2 separate regions of the Mus musculus genome follow, and region 2 is linked to region 1. The links are chromatin contacts, called in public ChIA-PET maps. All regions are on one chromosome and are shown on one strand. Each heading gives the region's core, a stretch centred on a gene start, on an enhancer-like site or on the middle of the called end of the contact. The rest is flanking DNA. Distances are from core to core; before and after follow the strand shown.

Region 1 (7,543 bases), core at 1,971-4,470:
CCTCTCATTGCCCCACATATAGATTCTTTATAAAAAGTTCAAAAATAGATCAGCATAGGAAATAAGTTAATGCAACACAGCGTAGAAACAATGTGTTATTTCAACTGACTCAGAAAAACAATCAAGAAATCCATCCCCTCCTGTGCTGAAGACACCAAGAGTAAAGTCCGAGTGGAGGGAAGCTACTCTCTCTGAGAATGGACAACTGAAATTTTATAGTTAACATGTTTGTGGTAGTTCAAACAAGCTTGGCCAATGGGAAGTGGCACTGTTAGGATGTGTGGCTTATTAGAAGAGATATAGCCTGGTAAGAAGTCTGTCAATATGGAGGCAGGGCTATAAAGTCTCATAGATATGCTCAAGTCTGACCAATATGATTCAGACCCTTCTCCTGGCTACCTGCAGAAGACACTCCCCTTCTGCTGCCTGTGTATCAAGATGTATAACTCTTGCCTCCTCTAGCACGATGTCATGTTTTCTGCCATGATGATAATGGATGGAACCCCTGAACCTGTAAGCCAGCCCCAATTAAATGTTTGCCTTTATAAGAGTTGCCTTGATCATGGTGTCTCTTCACAGCACTAAACCCTAAGACAATGTTCAATAGAGCAAAAGTTAGTTTTCTTTCCAAAGACCAGAGAATAAACAAGAATATTTATGCTTCCCACCACCTCTCAACATTGCACAAGAGGATCTAGCAGTGAGAATTACTCAATAAAATGAAATAAATGATGTTAAGATTGGGAAGAAGGAAGCAAAACCATATCTGTTTGCAATTGATGTAACTGTACACATGAAATATCATAATACATTCGATAAGAATCTCTTGGGTTGAAAACAAAAGTCAGTGAGCTCAACATGTCAGGAAGATACAAGATCAGGATACAGCAAAGTAACTGCGTTCTGCATGCCTGCACTGTACAATACGAACTGCAGAAAAGAAAACAGCTCCGCCTGCTATAGCATCTAAAGATTAAACATTTAGAAAGAAACTTAATCTAGACAAGTACAAAAGACATACTCTAAAAACTCTAGGACACTATCGAAAGCAAGACCTTCACAGAAGGAAAGCACCCCGTATTCATACATTGGGAGACTAGATTAGGAGGTCAGCACTTGCCAGTCAATCTCAAGATGATCCCTGTTAAAAACCCCATATGAGGGTTTTGGTTTTGGTTTGCAGTTGTAAAACTGATTCTAATATTCATATGGAATTCTAAAGGAACTGAGAATAGTTCCAAAATAATCTTTAAAAAGGACAAAGTAGGAAGGTCATTCTTTTGATTTTTCAAAATTTCCTTTAAAAGTTAGAATAATGAAGTCAATGTCATGCTGCTATAATGACCAGATCAAATAAAGAAAATCAAGAATCCAGAAAGAAACCAAACTCTGTGGCAAAACAACATTTATCAGGCATACCAAGATCAAGAACAGGGGCAAGGAGCAGTCACATATACAAGAGTAATGGGTAAAAGGCAAACTCCAATACCATGGGGCTGACGCACTACCATCTGGCCCAGATTGTTTTAGCTACTACTGCACTGTTGGATTATCCAACTAACTATATAACACTACCACACATGACAATGAGCTGCAGCCCCTGGCATGCCTAACTTCAAGTGTGTAAGGAATCTTAACTCAGGACAGGAGCACAGTAGAAACTGACATATTCACTGAATAGATTTCATTTTCTCTATTCTCTCTGTAAGATGTAACTATTTATTAAGGATTATTATTAATAATCCAACATATATACTACTGAAGGCTTTGTGCTTGCTTCTATATCACATGTTTGAATATATGCATGGACATATGTGTGGTTGTATTATTTTACATATTACTTTTTCACAATAGAATTCATTTGAGAAATGGTGTATCTTGACTGACAGCAACTACATGCAAATTTAATACCATATTTGAAGGACCAGGCAGCATTCTAAGTTTTTAGGCATCTTATGTGATACTCAGATATTATTGCTATCCACTTTGCAGAATGATAAGACTAGGGTGCACAGAGTTAAGTAAATCTAACCACATTTGTGTAGTCTGTAGCTGGTTTATAAACACAAGCACTCAAGCCCACAGCTTATACCCTTAAGTTTTCCTCTGTGGACCTACCCCTGGGAATACTAGAAGATCCTGAAGTCTTTCCTCATAGCAGTGTGTTTCCTACTTAAAGATTATTTGTTCTCATGACCCAGGAAATAGAGATGTTAAGATTTATTCTGGGTTTATTAGCATTAGTTTAAATGGAGCCATATGAACATCTAATTAAAATTTATTTTATAGTTATAGAATGATACAAGAATACAACTAGGTACAGTTTTCTATAACTAACCAGAATGCCATTTGTTAAATTATTCATCTGTTCATTTATCTGTTTGTCCTTCTGCCTTGTGTCTGGCAAAGTGACCACTACTTTACTGAGACAGCTTGATGTAGACTAGAGTCACTTGGACAAAGAGAACCTTAATTGAGGAATTGCCCCTAGCACACTGGCCCATGGACAAGTCTATGAAGCATTTTTTTGATTGCTGATTTCTGTGGGAGGAACCAGTCCACTGTGAGTGTTACCATTTCTAGGCAGGTGAGCCTGAGTTGTATAAAAGCAGGTTGAGCAAACCAGTCAGCAACACTCCTCTACAGTCTTTGCTTCAGTTCCTGCCTCAAGTCTCCACTTTGGCTTTCCTCTGTGTGGAAGTATAGACTGGAATAACCCTTTTCTCCCTAAGATGTATTTGGTCAGTGTTTCATCACGTCAATAAAGAAACATACTAGTACAAGCTCACTGCAGATAAGTCGAGCTGTTCACAAAACCATGATTTGATGAATAAGTTTAAAGCATTGAGAAATAAAAAAAAAAAAAAAAAATCATCCAGGCTTCTCCTGTGGAATTTTACACAAATCCTGGTACTTGTAAAATATCTGGCCATCTATTCCAAATCCTGAACTTTATGTGAGCTTGAAAGGTGCCATTCCCTGATTCCCACAAGTAAAAGGTCTCCAAGTACTTCTTGCTTTCTCTGATTCTTGAGCTTAAGAAAAAGTTTCCTCTTTCATTAGATTTCAGCTGGTCTTTGAAGAGACACTCTGGCTTTGTGGCTGTGCTTCCCTTTATACCCTGTCTGCCTCTCTTGGCTTGAAAGGCAGAAGCAGAAGGCCATTGCAGCCCTGACTGGCTGGGGTACACCTCCCTGGTTGTGTTCCCTCCTGTAACTGACAGGGCTGCTATGATTAAAGAGGGAGAGAATCTGTGAAGAGCTGAGCACGGATTTTTCAATGTGCGAACTACTTGTCAAAATTTTATAGTAATTAGGAGCTGAGTGAAGAAAAAGGAAAGTGGCTGCTCAGAAGTTGGTAGAATTTCAATGTTGCAGTATTCTTTTTGAGATTTATAAATGGCCTGAATTCATTAGGAAGTTGCATAAACCTCATATTCTAGGGAGAGAAGAGGAAAAGCTATCTAGCATCCTAGTTTGCGGTGTCCTTCAAACGGGCACCGGTGTTTGAAGATGGTGTCTGGGAAGAGACAGTATTTCAGTATCCTTCCACTTCTCCTTGTCCAGGAACATAGGGCCATCTCCTCTCCTCTTCTCACTCATCCTGTAGACGCTGTGTATGGGGAACACCCGTAGCACACTGTGGACCAGCCCCTTAGACCTGTTAAGACGCAGATTCCTCCATGGTCATTTAGAGTTAAATATGAGGTTTTAAGCTTTATGGCTTTCCATGATTTTACCATATTATTATGTCTCCATTTGGAAACATTGAGATCGTTTTGTGATATCTTGCTCTACAAATATCCTTATCATTAAATACATATTCTTTTTATCAAAAGAATGGTTTCAGTATTAACAACCTTTATCACTGAGTCTGATCTAACTTAACCTCTGCCTTGAGAAGCCCTAAGTTTTCTGTGTAGTTTGACCCATATAGAATTATTATAGAGCTGAAGTGCAGAATATGCTATTCAGACATCTCTTTTCATTTATTAGGAATTTAAACGGGGGTAACTATTTTTTGTGCCCTTTTTAGGATCACAAGACATCAAGTGATGTGATGACAAAATGTTACTGAGTGACAGCCGCTTCTCACCCTGTTTTGGAGCTTCCCAAGAAAGCGAGCAGCTGGAAAACATGAGAAAACTTCAGGATTTCCAGATTGTGATGACACAACACAGGGCACCTTTGAATTGGAAACATTAGGTTTCTACACAAAAGACCTGGGGGAAGCCAACAAACTTAAACCTTAAAACAAGTACACATGATAGTATTACATAGCATAGTTTTATTGCCCTAAGGTCTGATAAAAACTTTGTTCTATACAGTGAGATTGCAGACCTCCCCAGAGACTAACAACCACTAGAATGTCTGGAATCTCACTGTATAGAACAAAGGGGTTTTTTGTGTGTTTTTTGTTTTGTTTTGTTTTGTTTTCAGAATAACACTTCATATAACAATGTACACTTAGATAACCTCTGTCTTTGTGCAGTTTGATGAGGCATAATTTCCTTAGCCCAGTAATACTCACATCTGGACATGCTGTTTATTTTACTTCCCTCTAAGTCTACTGAAGAAAGACTTGAGTGGTCTCAAGTTTGGGACTCCTGTGGAATTAGCTGCTATGTATAACTGTTTGCAGATATTTAAGTAAATGTCAACTTCCAATCCCTTCGAATGGCAAGAGTATGTTTAGTTTTCCAAGAATCTGCCAAACTATCTTCCAAAGTCTGACCGCATTTGCTTTCCACCTGTGCTGAGCTGAGTCCCCGTTGGTAAGTATCTGCACCAGCAGCTCTTGGTGAGGGTGTGCTGGACTTGGGCCATGCTGATAGGTCTGAGGACAGAGTTCATTACTGTTTTAATGTACAGTATTCTGATAACATATGATACTGAGCATTTTATATGCCTTTTGTACAATTTAAACATTTAAAAACTGTACAAGAAGGTTTTTTTTTTAATTTTTATGAAATCAATTGAGTAATGTTTACTTTTAAAAGTGGCTTAGGGCAAATGTATCAAGAGTTACCAGTGGTAGAAAATGTGAGTTATTCTATTTTTTAATCTTCTTTTTTAAAAGTTTCATAGAAATATGTGGGAAAAAATGGTTTAGGGTAAGTTTATTTAGACTCGCCAGTCTAGAGAAGGCAAGGAGGAGGCATTGCAAGTGTGGAGCATTTGTTCTTTCTGTTCCTAGTTTCTCAGCTTCCCTCTTCAGAGCCTTCAAGGAGAGAACTGATTTCCTTTGACCTGATTGCCATGCCACCCATCCCCAAATAAGAGAGGCAGGAATAGCGTCTTTTTAGCCTATGCCCTCCCGCACTTCCCCACTCCCCCAACCCCAGTAACTTGGTTTCCTTGTTGGAAGCCACAACTGCATTAAGAAAGCTGGAAAGCTACTTTAAAGCTGCCCGTTCTGTTTTGTCCTCAGTAAAACTTCCTTTTCTCTGTGACACTAACTTTTTCCTTTTTTTAATATTTCCAAAGTAGACTTAAAGTATGAAGGAAATAATAGACCCTAAGGGCTTCCTTACCAAGTAAAACTCTCATTGCAAACCTGCGAGGAGCTGCCTGGAAGAGCCTGCTGTCCCTCGCTAAGCAGCAGGGGCCATAGAGTGGGGGATGGGTTCTGAGCCGTTTCCAGGCTCTCACCATTAGGTCTTTGTGATAAGCTGGGGAGGAGAGGGGGAGAAACATGGAGAAAGAAGGGAGAGGGGTGGGCAATCTGCTATAAAAATACACCCACAATGGCAGTTGGTTAATGTGTGCTGCTGATAAAAGCAGTTTAACAAGAGACTTGGGGCTCTTTGATTCTCCGCTTCCCCAGGAAGGGGGGGCAGATGTCTGCCTCCTGACATTTCACCGTTTAACCCTACTGTGAGCCTTTTGTGGATGACTCTCATTAAACCCTTTAGGCAGCGCTTCCTTCGGTAGCAGTGCTGTTCACTGCTGTTCAGCTAGCTTCCTCTCTGATGATTCTTATTGTTTTATACTCTAAGCTGAAAAAGTCACCTTAACAAGACAGAAAAAGCATCCAGTGATTAAAGGCCCAGACCCCGGGAATTATCCAGAGCTCAGCAGCGCTTGCAGCATGAGAGTGTGCTAAAACCTAAATTAAACGCCTCATCAAAGGCTCCCTAATCCCCAGCCTTCACGAAAATCATATAACATCTACCTTCCTTGATGAGCTTTGGGGATGTCAGGAGGAAGCCTGGGACTCGTGGCTAAGCAGTAATATTTCCACAGGAAAGGAGATTAGAGTTAGACATTCAATTTGGCGGCCAAGAAGGACCTAAAACAGCCACTTTCCAAAGAAATGCCCCTTCACCGGGCTGGTCTAAGTCTACCAGAAAAGACATCCTTCTTGCTTCTTAACATAGTCAAGGTAGAAATAGTGCTAATCTCTATGTTGAATAAACATAGTCAAATAATTACTTAGGTAATCAAACTAATTAAATAAATATTCAATACCATAATTTCACAGAAATAATAGTAATGTGATATGTAAACTGGATTACAGAAATATACAGTCTATAGGGTGTACATAAACCCCTATTTCTGAGTGAGATTTGCTCTTTAAGCTCTCTGAATCTCAGTATTTTGTTGTAAAATGGGAATGCCTAGCTCAGAGAATTTCTGTAAAAGTGAAAGCTAATGATGTATTGTCACATTGGCATACTGGCCAACACCCAGTAAGTCCAAAATAAATGACTACTGGAGGATTTTTTTTTTCAGGAGGATACTAATAGCCAGTATTGGAAATCTGGAGCCAATTTTAATCATGCAAGGAAGATAGACTTAAGAACACACAAAACTTGCAGGGCAGTGGTGGCACATGCCTTTAATCCCAGCACTTGGGAGGCAGAGGCAGGCAAATTTCTGAGTTTGAGGCCAGCCTGGTCTACAGAATGAGTTCCAGGACAGCCAGGGCTACACAGAGAAACCCTATTGCAGAAAAAAAAGAAAAAGAAAAAAAAAAAAAACCTCAGAAATAATTTTAAAGGTATGTATTCTAGATCTGTAGCAATTGCTTTCCTTTATATGTGAGATTGGACTAGTTTCACAACACAGGGCTCTAAAGAAACCTTCCATCACCCAGAAAAGGGTGGGGGCATTTCTGTAACATACAAGAGGAAAGCTGGATTTGCCTCTTTTCTCAGTGCCCACAGGCAGGAGGGGAACGAATGAGAGAGGAGGTGACCCTGGACTATTTTGTGGCCAATGCACTGGAATCCCCTTGTCAGCTACAATCAGCACTTCTGCTATTTAGAAAACTGTGTACAGCATGCCATTTCCTCTCTGTTATATCCTGTTTTCCCATGGCTTCCATAAATTTAGAAGCACTGTAGAGAATTCCAGGTTCTAGGAATCGCTGCCAGACTCCAAGGTATTTGCTGACATCGCGGGTGTTCTCTCTTTGGCACGCTGGGCAATGTCTCCCCCAATGTCTCCCCGTTAGGCTGTGGGTGAGGCCGCCCTGCTGGAGGTACATCAAGGCTTATGCATATGGGACAGATGCTCCGTGCATCTCATTACTCCCTAAT
Region 2 (7,543 bases), core at 2,187-4,686, 76 kb after region 1:
TGTATCACAGGCTAGGGTACCACCAGGAAGAGATGGTATAGCAGAGATGTTGATCGACCCACCTGAGGAGCTGGGAGAAGACAGAGACGGTTCAAGAGTGTTGGGATCCTGTTTACAGTCTGACAGAGTCCAACTTATACTCAGAAGGAGAGCCAAGACACCTGAATATGTAAGGATTCTCGGTCACACCTCCCTATGCCTCTGAAATCCCAGGACCACGTGCCTCACATGGATACCAATTAATTGGGGAATCCCTAGGATTTCCTGCTGCTAATGAGACACCCCAGCCCATCACAGGAATGTGAGTTAGCATTATCTCTAGTGATGCTCAGGGAGTCTTGTAGGACAGACAACAAAGTGACAAATTGCAGATGTTTGTCCCACTCTGAAGGGTACAGGGGGCACCAGCTCATCCAGGAACTCTACTCCACAGGCTTCGGACCCTGCCTGGCTCTTGGCTCCAAACCACCTTCCCAGCAGCCAAAAGGAGACCTTGGTATAACTGGTATGGTGCACACAGGTCTGCATGGCCGGAAACTGATTCACCCTGGGATGCCTCGTGTGGATGCGATACTTTCCAGCAGTTACTGTTTCCTACGATCACATCCCACGGGTAAAATGGCACGGACCACTGGACACAGACTGAAGTCTACACCAAAGTACTTGGAAGACGCAAGGATAGTCACTGCAAAGCTGTGGTGCCCAAGGTTTATAAGCAGAGACCCGCACTAGGTTTGAAAGGACTAGCCCAGACGGGTGGCGCCTGTGAGAGGCTGGCGCCTGTGAGAGGCTGGCTGTTCGGGAGAACTGTGTTTTTCACAAGCCAAAGACTGAAGTCATTCCCCTGGGTTTAGTTAATTCTCTAAGCCTAGCTTGGGACCCAACAACTGCGGATCCCATGCTCTGCGATGTTCCCCTAGCACAACAGGGAAGATGATTACACACTGCCTGCATGCTACACACCCAATTAGGGAGCTGATTGAAGCACCTCTTGCCCATTTTGAAATCTGATTTGTCAGTGGCTGACTGTGGCCCGCGGCTGTCTGCTGGCTATTAGCCGTGGCTGCACTATGATTCACTGACCTTGTAGGTATGACTGGTCCCTAACCTTTGCTGGTGTATTGTTGGCTGTTAATCAAATTGTGTTCTCTTTGCATTCATATTTATGTGCCCAGCTCACAGCTTTTACCATGAGTATATCTCTTTATCACAATGTATACCTAGCTCCTGACTCAGAGGCACAGTTGTAAGCCTTTCAGAACTGAAATTCTCTCTTCATGGTTGCACATCTTTCTTTAATGAGGGACTCACAAATCGCAGTAAAGTCAAAAACATCAGTTAGATGCACTTTACTCCAGAGTCCCCATTATTAAGCTTTTCGTGGCTGTAGTATATTTTCTGAATATAATTTATTCGATGCAATAGTTGACAAACATTCCAAAGGTGAAACAATAAATATAATAAGACTACCTTAGGTAATATATGTTGTAATGAGGCAAAAATCATAAGACAGTAATAAAGATAAAATGAAGGATAAATGATAATCTACGCATATTGGCATTGGAAATATGACTGTAAAATGGGGACGGGGTTGCCTCCCCATCTGGTGGAGGTCCACGGGCCCAGCCTGGGCTGCAGCAGTGTTCACAGCTACTCAGAGAGATTCCAGATCCTCTAAAGGATTGTTTTCCATTGTTTTCAAGCTACAATTTTCTCCTCATTTAAAAGGGGAAAATAGTAAAAGAGGAAAGAAGGAAAAACGCATGGCCCTTCTTTTTTAATGAAGGGTTCAGCTGGAGTGACCACTCCATTCCAGCTCAATGCCCGAGGAATATTCTGTATGGTCCCACAGCACCATCTACCGGCAATAACGTGAAACTACAAATTCCTGATCACTGGTGGATTAAGCTGTATGTTTCAAGTGAGATCTTGGGGGAGACAATGAAGTTTCCAGGTCACTGTGTTCAAAGAAAAATTATACCAGAGACACATGGTAAAGTAATTTACAGTTTATTAAAAAAGGAAGTGGGCTAGTGATCTGGTCATATTTGTATAGCACCTCACTTTTCTTGTATTTGCAAACGGCAATCTCTCCTAGAATGCGCTTTACCTATTACAGGGGGTCTAGGTGGGGAGGGTTTTCAGCCTTTTCCTGTCAGCTAGTTTCTTTCATATGTTGCTCTCGATGCTTCTCCTCTTTCTCCTCCTCCTCCTCTTCCTCCTCCTTCCCATGTCCCTACTCTCCACTTCCAGCTGTAATCCCTGCAAGTTTTTGAGGAGCAGAAATGTGATTGTTAAGTTTCTGGACCTTCTTCCACAATAATGAGGACTACAACTCCATATAAGAGGTGTTCCCCAAACTCGCCATACACTGGATGGATTTATTGTAGTGGAGGTTGGCTGGACTGCTTTCACTTTAGGGGTCTAGTTTGTAAACACTGTATACCCTAGAAGACACCATTTTTACCAGGTTTAAATACAAAGTTTAAGCAAGAGTAACATGATTATGCCAACCAGAGATTCTAGAAAGGGTGAGAGCCAGGGAAACCCAACTATACTCCTCCCAGGAAAGCCATTACCGTATCATGCTCTCAAGGATGTCCACTAGGACTGTTAATTAAACAAACAACAAACAAAACATACTGGTGGTTACATACCAATAATGTAGAAAAACAATTGTAAGGATGGATCCAATGATGGAAGAAATGAAAGACAAAGCAGTAGGAGGTTGTAACCACTGAGTACCAACAGTGTCGAATTAAAAAGGAGGAAAGCAAAATTATGAGGCCTGACCAGATCTCTCTGCGCTCTTTGCACTGCAGCTGGGTGATTGTGGGTCTCCCCTCCAGCTCATCAGGAACCTAGGCACAAGCCTGAGTAACTTGCTGTTCCTTTTAAAGTCTAATCCAGTTTTTATTTTGGATTGTTCCTTATCATTTGGAGGCTCTATGCATTCCTGGGGGCATTTAAGATGAGGCAGGTAGCCAAAAAATGAATCACTGTTCTTTTTCAGGCTAAGGTCAGTGGGGGACTGAGGAGGAATCCCATGGCTGCTTCTCCACTTGTGCTCTCTGGTCAGATCGCTCAGGATGCTGCTGACCATGTGCTTTCCCTCAGGATCACTGAGAACATTGTTTTCCATGTTGACCCTCCTCCTCTCTGTTGCTGGGAGCCAGGCAGATCTAAGGCTTTCTCAGAGACCCTGATGAAAGAACAAAGAGAATACTAGTTCCTTGTTCTTGCCCAGGGGAAAATTTGGCAAAGTCCAGCCTGGGGGCTGCAGCCAGAACCTCAAAGTTTAGGTTTTGGGTCCTGGGAGAGATGTTGCCCCTGAAGAGACTAGGGTTATCATGCCCTGTGTTCCCTTTGTGCAACATTGCTTAGCTTCCTGCTGACTTCCTCCCTTTGTGTGATAGCTTTCTGCTGACTCTGTCGCATTTCTCCCCACAGCCTGTAGGGAAGATGCTGTGCTTCTTAATAAACTTGCTCTGTGGATGACATAGCCTGTGCAAAACCTCCAGATCCCAAACCTTCCCATTTTTATTTTCTGATCCCAGTCATCCCTCCCAGGATCTCTGATCTTCCCTCTCAAGATCCTGTCAAAGAACAACCTGCTAGTCTATGTTGTCCTGTAGCATGTATATTGTTTAGTGTCTATCATCATCTGGTGCCTTCCATTGTGACAAGACAAGACACATCAGGGGTTCCCCCATCTTGCTGAAGCCATTTCCAGGTTTAACTGGAATCTGATCTCTTGATGGAGAATCCCATGGAAAATTACCCAACTCTTTTCTAGGAACTAAATGTCAAGATGTCCTAGCTAACTTATCTTAGCTTCTGTTTAACTGCCTGATTGTGGGGAGCCTCCTCCAGATAACCGCTTATCTTAGCTTCTGGTAAAATTCCTCGCTTCAAACTGCTCACTCTGTAAAACTCCACCCCCTCCCCTTGCAGCTGCTAAGCAAGATACCTAGGTGAGGCCTCTGCCTTTAAAACTCTTGTACCCTGAACACTTTGGGTCACACCTAGGTCCCTGAACTTTTGGGTGTGATTCCAGCTGGCAGGAATAAAGACTTTTAATTGGCTATGCACTATGTCTGAACGCTCATCTCTCTGGTGAGCTCCCCCTAACACCTTGGCCTCTTTGAGCAAGAGGACAGGTGATCTACCAGAGCTGTGTATAACTTCCCAGCAAAACTATTTTAAGATTCCTTTTCTCCATCCCTGCATTCAGATCATTTCTTCACCCTTGACTCTCTTTTAAGAAGTATATAGCACATGAGGCAGTCAGTTGAGCAACAAAACAAGAACGGCTTTGAGACCCCTCCAAATGCCTGGTTCAGATTCCATTTCTTCCTTGGTAACACTCTACCAGGCTCTCACATAGTGTCCCATGTGAGGAGGCGGGTGAGCCGTACTTCACAGACACGTGCTGGTGTTTCTCAGTGGGCACCAAGATCCAAAACCCTTTCCAACCTTGCTAAAGCCAGTGCTGTAGGAAATCAGTGCTTCATTTTCTAGAAATAAAAAGGGTGCTTAACTCTTGGAACGGGCAGCGTTGATGTCAGTTAGTGACTTACGTTCTGTGTTTCTGATAGACTTTATTCCAGGAGCATTTAAAGGGAGTTTGAATTGAAATTCTGAGAAAAGCTGGTCCTAAGCGATGGTCAGTCTCAATGGTCAATTGAGTGTGTGGGTGTGGCGTATGTGGTGTGTGTGTGTGTGTGTGTGTGTGTATGTGTGTGTGTCAGTGTGAGGTTGTGTATTTGTGTGTCAGTGTGTCAGTGTGTCAGTGTGTGAGTGAGTGTGGCAGGTGGGTGTTTGTGTGTCAGCATGTACAGCATGCACACTTTACGCACGTGTATACACAGGTGAAAGTGTGTACACAGATGTGTTTGCCTGCATGGGTATGTGGAAAGGCCAGAGGCTGACATCAGCATGTCCTCCTCAGTTCTTTAACTTGGTTTTGGGCTCACTGGTTCAGCTAGTCCTTCTGAACAACGAGTCACGGGAGTCGATCAATCTCCACCCTCCACCACTGAGCACCCAGCTTTTAAGCTGTTTGCTTTTCTAGCTCCAAATTCTTCCACATTGCTTTTACAAAACAAAAGGCCCATGAATCCCAGGGTCAGCTGTATAATAACAGGGGCTCCATTTCTCAGTCCTAGTTTTCAATATCAGTTATTACTCTTGATGCTGTGACCGAGAACCAGACAAGAAGCAACTTTAGGGAGGAAAGGCTTTACTTCGGGTTACAGTTTACAGTCCATCAGCGGGGAGAAGACATAATGGCAGGGACATCGGGCTGATACCCAGCTTGCTGTCTTCTGTGTGTAGAAGACCCCGGACCATGGGGTTGGGCCATGTTCACATTTGGTGCAGGTCTTGTCACCTCAACGACCTAATCTAGAAAATCTCTCACAGGAAAACCTAGAGATTTGTTTCCATGGTGATTTACAATCCCATGGAGGGCAGCGGAGATGTCTCAGTGGGTAAAGAAGTTACAGTGCAGCCCGCGTGTTACTTGGGAAACTGAGGTTCCCTTTGGGGTTCTTAGACCTAGTAAGGAAGGAATTTAAAAAACCATTCAGAAGCCGTAGAACAATTTTATTAGGACTTGAGATGGAGACAGCAGGACAAGCAGGTCAAAAATCCTGGCAGCTTCAAGGAGGATGAAGAAAAAGCCAGGTCTCTTAGGACAGGAATGGAATAGAAATAGAGACAGTTTAAGTGAGCCAAAGAAATGGCTCAGCTGTTATGAGAGCTGCCTGCTTTCCAGAGGACCTGGGTTCAATTCCCAGCACCCACATGGCAGCTCACAACTGTAACTCCAGCTCCTAAGAAATCCAATGTCCTCTTCTGGCTTCCACTGGTACTGAATACAGGTGGTACACAGGCATACTTGCAGTCATACATACATACATACATACAGACAGACAGACAGACAGACAGACATACAAGATAAAAATAAATCTTAAAACAGAAAGAAAGCAAAGCACTCCTAAGAATGGAAGTGAGACACATTAGTGGTCTCATGGACCTGTAAACCTTATAATCTACACCACCATGCTGTCAGGCAGGATGTACCTACTTGTACAATAGTGACACCCCTGTATGGGGGATAACCAATTGCTCTGGGATTGGGTCTGAGGTCACTCCACAGAGGAAATCGATACTTTGTACTGTAAACAGTACTGGAAAGAGTCCAGACAAATATGTGGACATGTATGTACATGGGCCCACATATATAAATATATTCATATGTTACCATGCAAGTGTGCAATTAACTACACATAGGCAAAGGCATGCAAATTCATATATACATGCACACACATAAACACAAAGTGGACACTTTCACATATGTGAAACAGGGCCAGAGACACACAAATGCCCACACATGTGTGTGTACATATTTGTATCCATAGGAACCCCTACACATGGACACACATGCATGCACACACATGTACGGACACACACACATAAGTACATGTACATTTATACCCTAACATTTACATTAGTTCATGTAGTTACACACCTTTATATAAGTACTCTGTGCACTGAGCACAGAATACACAAATGTGTTCACATGCACCCATGCATTTATATATGCACACACATGGTATGCAAAGGCACACATATGTACACACATTTAATGTGCATATTGTATATTCATACACAGGCATGTAGGCATGTGATGAGCACTCAGCTTTCTTGTCCTCAATACCTTGTAACCACCTTGAATCTTGCTGCAGGTCTCTTCTTTCACTGCAACAATCTTATCTGGTTGAGAATATCATGTGTCCATGGTATAAATATGAGTGCCAGAAGGCAGTTTGATGCTGTGTCAATGTAGCTGAACAACAGTAGTGAATTCCCTACCTGGCTTATGACCTCTGCAGGCAAGAGCTTTTCATCAGGCAAGAGCTTTTCATCAGTTTGCAGTACAAAGTATCAATTTCCTCTGTGGAGTGACCTCAGAGCAATGGGTTATCCCCCATACAGGGGTGTCGTTATTGTACATACAGGGGTGTCGTTATTGTACAAGTAGGTACATCCTGCCCACAGCTGCTACAGGTCCTTCTTTCCCGCGGTGACACCAACGACACAGACACCAAGTTGGGTTCACGCAGCAACTTTACTTCGGGCTTTTTCTTTTACAGCTCTCTTCCCCAGCAGCTTCTTCTTAGGGCAAGGGCTAAACTACTCCTATTACAACAGCTTCTCTTACTCTACTTCTACTCACAGCAAGGGCTAAAACTACTCTACTACTACTGGCTTCTTCCTAGGGCAAGGGCTAAAACTCCTATTACAACTTGCACCGACTCACCTCACTCTAGCTCCACCCCACCTATCCAATCAGAATTCTCACACACACACACACACACACACACACACACGCTCTAGGCACGTGCTCAGATCGTTCACAGATAGCCTGACAGGTCCCAATCACGAGGAACAGGCAGCTCATGCATGCAGCCTCACTGCGCATGCTCGGGCAAGGCAGTAAACAAGTGGGTTTTACGGGGCCTGCGGCCGCACCTGC

What was found. ChIA-PET counts read pairs in DNA pulled down with a chosen protein or histone mark.
Region 2: a contact with region 1 is called in an SMC1A ChIA-PET map of the G1E-ER4 cell line, with 17 read pairs. The contact joins two enhancer-like sites. A contact is called at or near these places in 1 of 15 datasets of contacts at CTCF or cohesin (the G1E-ER4 cell line), 1 of 484 Hi-C or Micro-C datasets (nephron progenitors) and 1 of 115 datasets of contacts at active chromatin or transcription factors (embryonic stem cells).

Annotation. Positions count from the first base shown.
Region 1 is chr1:130,294,516-130,302,058 of GRCm38.p6, forward strand. No RefSeq gene overlaps it. Among named protein-coding and RNA genes, the nearest start is that of Gm41951, 4.1 kb to the right of the region's middle. Within about 2 kb of position 3,221, at least 1 of the 459 cell types and tissues checked has an H3K27ac peak or open chromatin away from gene starts, as enhancers often do. A contact at or near this core is called in the G1E-ER4 cell line, where this site is marked.
Region 2 is chr1:130,370,480-130,378,022 of GRCm38.p6, forward strand. No RefSeq gene overlaps it. Among named protein-coding and RNA genes, the nearest start is that of Cd55os, 49 kb to the right of the region's middle. Within about 2 kb of position 3,437, at least 14 of the 459 cell types and tissues checked have an H3K27ac peak or open chromatin away from gene starts, as enhancers often do. A contact at or near this core is called in the G1E-ER4 cell line, where this site is marked.